Regions from separate parts of the Rattus norvegicus genome. Here region 2 is linked to region 1. The links are chromatin contacts, called in public Hi-C maps. All regions are on one chromosome and are shown on one strand. The core of a region is the stretch at or near the end of the contact, and the rest is flanking DNA. Distances in the headings are between cores, read along the strand shown.

The links. Hi-C and Micro-C count contacts between places; a contact is called where the count stands out from the background.
Region 2: a contact with region 1 is called in a Hi-C map of psoas muscle, with 3 times the contacts expected there. The contact joins two enhancer-like sites. A contact is called at or near these places in 6 of 12 Hi-C or Micro-C datasets (the A7r5 cell line, the Rat2 cell line, frontal cortex and 3 more).

The regions. Positions count from the first base shown.
Region 1 is chr16:26,338,618-26,342,085 of GRCr8, forward strand. It overlaps LOC120097406 (a long non-coding RNA gene), which reads right to left. Exons shown (of 8, transcript XR_005494768.2): 8 at 2,293-3,468. It also overlaps a transcript of Psd3 not described here. Among named protein-coding and RNA genes, the nearest start is that of Psd3, 66 kb to the right of the region's middle. Within about 2 kb of position 1,579, at least 14 of the 93 cell types and tissues checked have an H3K27ac peak or open chromatin away from gene starts, as enhancers often do.
Region 2 is chr16:26,462,102-26,465,569 of GRCr8, forward strand. The region is part of intron 1 of Psd3 (pleckstrin and Sec7 domain containing 3); the gene reads left to right. Among named protein-coding and RNA genes, the nearest start is that of Psd3, 58 kb to the left of the region's middle. Within about 2 kb of position 1,505, at least 7 of the 93 cell types and tissues checked have an H3K27ac peak or open chromatin away from gene starts, as enhancers often do.

The sequences.
Region 1 (3,468 bases), core at 329-2,828:
TCCCATCCCACCTGTAAAAGAGTTCTGTCAAGTGGAAAGGATAAACATTTGTTTTACTGTTTTAAGTCCAACGAGGTTCAAAGATATGCTGTGAGTCACCCTTAATAGATGTTTACTCCATAACTCAAGCTCATGTCTCCTAAGCCCAAATTCACTGCTGACTCTCACCAATAATTCCTCTAGTCCTAGAGTCTTTCTTTTCAGACAGGAAGCATAAAAATACATAAATGACTACCTAATATAGGCCCAAACAATACATATGCACACATACATGTATGTAGGATGTATATATCCACATATATTATATTTTAATTATTTGGCTTCATGAACAAATTTCCTCTAGACTTAAGGTATGTATAGGCGTTCAATAGTAGGAGCTAATAGTTACTGAGAATTGGTTGTGCACTGTGTACTATTCATTTAATTCCTACATCAATATCAAACCTGTCAACTAGGTATGCTTAACTAGTCTTCGAGATGATTAGAAGTTTTCTCTAAGTGAAAGGAAGACTCAGAGAAATCTTTGTTTGTCACCAAAGTTTATCTGTTCAATCAAAATGCTATTTCTATCCATTAATAACCATGATTTCTCTGTATGTTACTCCCTACTTCTTACCCAGGACCAACACTCCTTTATTAGCCCTCCTCATAATTAATAATTTCTCATGAAGGTTTCCTACACATGCCTTCCAAGCCAGTCCTCCCATCAGCTCCCAACCATCACCTATTTCTCTGCATTTCCCATATTCCAGCCAATGCAACTTAGAATAGAAATATTCGTCACTGCTGCAACAAGTTCACAAATTTTAAGGGAGAAAGAAGGTTCTGGGCCCACCACTACCACCATCTGAGTTTCCTCCAGAAGCCTCTTTATGATGAGAATGCACAGGGCTGGGGGTACACAGATTCTAATCACCTCTCAGAAGTCCCTCCTCTCAGTCATTTCAGCAACATTTGAATTTGGTGGGCAATGCATTCAAACTATACTTTTAATTACTTTGGCCTGGACCGTGAGACCTACCTCCATTGGGAACCCATAAGGAACCATAGTCTTTAAATAAGAGCCCCATGAAGTGTTCCAGTTGTTATAAACAACATAGAGTCTTTCAGATCAGGCTCCAAATCACAGGAATAGTCAAGATAACTTAGGATTAATCAATAGAACGAACACTTAAAGGTAGAGAAATGATTCCATTTGGACATAGGTATGGTAGACTGTCTTGATTGCCTTCCCTTGCCCACACACCCATCTATTCTACACACACACATCCATCTGTACACTGTTCTCCACAAATGTTTGCTTTTGTGACTCTGAGCAGAGTCCAGTTCTCCAGTAAACACGATCCTCTGGCCCCCAAACCCATTGCAAAGTCCCCCTGGGTGCTAAAGGTGTGTTATTTCCCTCCACAGACTGAGGTGAAACCATGGGGCTGAGTCATGTCTGCCTGCAGCTGCCGAGACACTGAGGTCTGAAACCCTGGCAAGGACCAGCTCTGCTCCCTTGGAGGAAATGGCCGAGCAGCCTCAGCCACAGCAGATGAAAACTTCCTTCCTTTTCATCCAGCTGCAGCTTCCCCCAATCCAAGCTACCCAAACTCTCCCCGCCCCTTCTCCAACAACCGCAGTCTCAACGGTAGCCCCAGGGGGCCTGGAGGAGGGACACATTTTCCCAAGTCCCAGGACAAGCTTCTTCTCTGCTCCCTGGAACGTCAGACATTCGCGGGGCTTGGCTACTTCTCCTTGGAGCCTGCTGCCTGAGGAAAGTCCTGGAACACAGAGACCAGCTGCTTTCAATTGTTATTCACCGAAGGAAAAGAAGGAAGAAACAGAGAAATTCCCGAATCTGCATGTAAGGGGGGGTGGTGTTTGTGGATCCCCACATAGTAGGCATGGCCTGGCCCCTGCTTCTAAGAAACTTGGCCTACCACAGCAGCTGCCGTGTAGGCTTGCTAGCCCAGCAACTACACTGAATGATGGAAACAGCAGTCCTTCCATAGGCTCGAAGCGCTGGCCAGTCATTTCTGCCCACGAGGACCTATGGGACATGGACCCAGAAGCCAGGAAGGTCATTGAATTCTCAGTTCCACAAAGCACCCTGTCCTATGCATCTGACAGAGGCAAACGAGCACTCCAGGAAAGAGGGACTGCAAACTCAGAGGTACTTCGAAAGAACGGTGAAGAAGAAATAGGTACCACAGTGCTGGCAACAAGGGCACAGCTCTTCAGATACTGCCCAATCGTTCAGATCGGCCAGAGCTGCCTGGCTCCACCTGCTGCTGTGCCTCTCAAGGTAAGAAGCTGGATGTACTGGGATTCTCTAGACTCTGGCTAACACATAGCAAGGGATGGAGACAGGGCACAGAGTGGAAGTTCTGAGCCTGGGCCACTAGGTCACCTGTACCTCGGGAGCAGAGGTGCCAATCCACTGCAGTAGTCTTTTGACTCTTTCCCACACTCTGCTACCTTCCTGGCCGATGGTAACATTCTGTGCTAGAGGAGACGATGGATATCATTTTCTCAAGATTTCTGCCTAGGAAAGTTGAGAAGGAAGGGCAGACTTTATAAGAGAAGACCAGAAGGGACCACAAGGAGGCACATAGACATGGGATGGTGGTGGAGAGAGTAGCCAGTCATTATACTAGCTGTTTTCTCACATTTGTTAATTCCAATAATCATTCTGAGAAATCAAGGTGGTATTTCTAATTTCAGATATGAGAATTAAGAAATGGCTAAGCTGAAATCCTCTCCCTCCTTTCAAAACAAACAAGCAAAAACGATGAAAGCAAACCCTGTTATTTTTCACTGAGGAAAATGGGGAGGAAGGCTTCAGTGGGGAGTGGTGTTTTTCCAAACCGAAGGCCTGGAACACTTGACTGATCCCCTTAAACACATGACTTTTAGAGCCCACATTTACCTGCCATCTGTACCTGGCACCAGGTGGATGAGCAGTCCTGATCGCAAGTCTCTGTCTCCATCAGGAAGTGACAGGTGGCCCCATGTGGTATTCAGGGTTCCTTTGGGCTCTTGTGGGCTCTCTTGATAACACCCATACTGTGATGTATTAGCTTTCTGTTCTCTGCATCTCTGGACCACCCTTCCTGTTATGCTGTCTCCTGATTCCACCCTCTTCAGTCAGTTCAGCCCATCTCAAGATGGGTGAACAAAATTTAAAGGGTTTTTTTCAATTATTCCTTTCCCAGCAGTGTGGGTATCTTGGAGAGTGAAGATTGGGTAAACCTGAGTCTCTATGCAAGGATTAGTGGGGTGACCTACAAGAAAGGTGGGCTGTCTGTAGAGGGCTGATGTGAAAGGAACTGTCAGGGAAGCTGTAGGAGAATTCCATGAAATTCACAGCAGCCTTCTGAAAGCTTGGAGGTGACCAGCTCCATCTGGATCCTTTGCCTGTCTCCCGGCTGCTTTTGCACACAGCCTTCCCTGCCTTATCTTTGCTCTTTCAGTCAGAAGGCC
Region 2 (3,468 bases), core at 255-2,754, 120 kb after region 1:
TTCTGCTTATTCTACTTTTCCGCCAGATGCTTTTAGCGGCTCTTGAGAGGCTTCCTGTCCCAACTCGATGTTTGTATTGACTTTTGAACATGCAATTAGCCTGTCCAGGGAATGGGAAAGAGTTAGCTGTAGGGGATGGGTGGGTTATCCCCTTCTTCCCAAACACCAGTTTTGTTTTATTTTTCTCGTTTACATGGAAGTACATGTATTTTTAGGGGAAAATGTGCATGAATCTCCATGTTTATTTCCAGGACATTGGAAGAATGGATGGTACACATTTTTAAAGTTGCAACAGGAAGTTTCCATTAAAGTGGAAGAGCTTCATGTTGTATTTGGATGTACTGTGCCAACAAGGACAGAATAGGACGGCAAATTCCATGCTAGTCTTATGGTTATTTCATTAATAACGCTTTGGTTCTTGGAGTCAGCAGAGGTGTGCTTACGGAAAATAAATGGTAATGATGGTTTTTGTTTACAGAATTACAGCACAGACAGATGTAGACAGGCACGAGTGCACACGCATGCGTATTTCTGTCTGAGCAGCAGTTTCTGTGGCTGCTGTAACAAACTTAGCTTGAAACACTGCAAGTTTAGTTTTTCACAGTTCTAGAGGCCACAGGAGGATTAGCCTCTCAGTGTGCCAGCTGGGCGGTGGCTTCTCTGGAGACTCCAGACGATAATGTTTCCTTGTATTCCAGATGCATTGCTCTGCTCTGGACCCCTTCCTTCACCTCAAAGCCAAGGACATTACGTTAACATCTTTTCTTTGAGTCCCTTTTGGTGAGTTTTGTCACAGAACTTCTGCCTGGTGTCTCTCTTGCTTCCTCAGGACACCTGTCATTGCATTTAAGGCCCGCTTGAATAATACAGGAGAGTCCTGCAACTTAATTTAATTATGCCTGTATTCTTCTTTATGAGGTTAATACATGACTCCCACTTCCCTTTCTCTGCTCTGAGTGTGGATTGAATTGGTTCTTTGCTTCTCTAGACTTTGGCTTTCTGTAACCTGAACCCTAACCCTTAGGTGTTAGTAATTAGCATACGTGTGTGTGTGTGTGTGTGTGTGTGTGTGTATGTGTGTGTGTGTGTTTGTGTGTGTGTGTGTGTGTGTGTATAAGTAAATAAACAGTCTCTTTTTGTACTTTTAAAAGTTTTGGAATACGAAGATGTGTCTTTTTATTTTTCCATCTAACCTTCAAAAGATCAAATGATCAAATGTCTCCTTGCTCTTACTGTCTCCCCTATTTTTGCTCTTATTTTTTGTTTGAAGCCCCTGCCTGTAATAAATCCTCAAAAACTGAGTGTATAAACAGAGATCAGCTGCTGTGGCTGGATGGGTGCTGAGAGCTTGAAGGAATCAGAATCCTTTCCAGATTGGACTCCCTGAGGTGCTCCCTGAGGTGCTCTTTCCAGCTAGCCCGTCTCTCAGCCTTGCAGGCTGCAGGTGGACTGGAGTGACTCACCACCTTATCTAACTTCCCTTCTCCTCGCACTCCCATTGCTCGCTGCAGACTCCTGTGAGGATACAGCCCCTCATCCTTAGTGCTGTTCTGGGTAAAAGGAAACAGCTGGGGCTTACATTCTGTCACGTGCTACAGAAAGAACAGAAGCCTTGGCCTGAGCAGATCTAACATTCCAGCGAAAGTTGGGCATTTCCTTTGGCCACGGGACCATCCCTAGGAAGGAGAGGTCGGTTTAAGGCATGCTAAAGAGATAGGTGGAACAAGGTGACCCTTTCCTTTTCCCTCCAGTTTGTCTTCTACCAGAGCAGTAAATCCAGCCACGTATAAAGCATCCAGGGAAATGTGATTTCCCCTTTTCTTCTGTATCTGTGGCAAACAAGCTTTCTTTAACATGTTCTCCCCAGCGTTTTGAGCTTCCTTATTCTCTCTCCCCACTTCCTTGCTTCCTGACCTCTGTGCTAGCTTAAATGGAATGCTCCTCCCACTCTCCGTCTCCCCCCGGGCTGCATCTGCAGTTTACAGCTGGTCTGCCCTGGGGGTTCTCTTTCAGACTCTAATAACATTGTCCTTGAGTTTCTTTTTGAGTCGTTCTTAAGTTCTCCTTTAAGTTCTCTTTAAGAACCCCAAGAGGGAACCCTGACTTACAGTGTATCTACCCTACACAATGTCTCTTTTGCCATTGTTTACTTCAGGTTTCCCTGATGCATTTGCTGGGCCCTTAACACAGTCCATGACTACTGAGTTAGTACTGCTGAGATCCCTTCCCTTGGCTTCAGATGGCTCCTTCTCCCTTGGTCTTCATGTGACCTTAGATTAGCACCTATTCTGCTGATCTCATTGTAATAACTTCCAAATACAGTTGTGGTTGAAGTATGGGGGTTAGGGCTTCACCACATATTGATCAGAGTACAGTTCAGGCAGGAACACCTCACCGTGCTTCTGAAGGGGATTTGGCTCTCTGCATGTGGCTGGTGTGTGCACAGTACCTGGGTAATGGGAACAGGAAGGGTTAAACAGGATCCGATGTGGAGCCGAGTGTTGGAATTAAGTGCTGCTTTAAAGGGAGTTGTGAAATATTATTTTTATAGTTTTCAATTTAGCTTTTAATCTTTTTTGGCCCAAAGCGCTCTGGAATACTCAACTGACTCTCAAATCATATTGAAGTTGAGATAATTAGAACAATGTAGTGTACGGTGCCTGCCTCACGCCTCACTGTATTCCCTCTCCGCCGCTCCTGTAGCCCCATTTGCTTTCTGCCCACTGCACTGAGCGTGACTTTTACTTCTGAAGTTTTCTACTTTGTTTTTATTCTCCTTCCCTATTCTGCAGCCAGAGATTTTCTACAATGTTTTTTATTATGTCTTCATTTTAACTGTGTTCTCTGACAGGAGGTGGAATTTGTGTGTCTCCTTACTTCCTTAAAGTTTCAGATTTTAAATTAGGGATGTTCATAGTAATCCTGGCTTGTGTGCTTCCTACCTTAGCCCTTCTGAGTGCCAAGATCACAGCCCTGTGTCTCCAAGCCGGCTATCCAGCTTCATTAGTGGTTTTATAGAGTAGGGAATCTGAAGTCCGGACACTTATGTTAATTGAGGAGTAGCGGGTACTAGCAGAGCCGGGTGTTAGTCCTGATCATCTAACTCAAGTTGTAAGTCCTCGACTTCCTTTTAAATTACATTTCAGGTGTTAGGATTTGAATCTGGGCCCTTATGCATGCTAAACATGCACTCCTCCTGCTTAGCGCATCCCCAGCCCCTGTTCTGAACGCTTATCGGAGAGATTTATGCTCTAAGTGACTGTGATAAATCAAAAGGAGTAGGCTTTAGTCAAGAAGTAATACAGATTGAAGACGTATTACTGAGTCATGCATGTCTTTAATCAAACTGATTATTTCAAATTCAGTCTTTCAGAGGTCTCCCATTATTGCAGAGCTAGGCGGAGATTTAAAAACATTAGCATAGGAAGAGCAGTATCAGCAGGACTCACAATCTCAAGATAATGAACA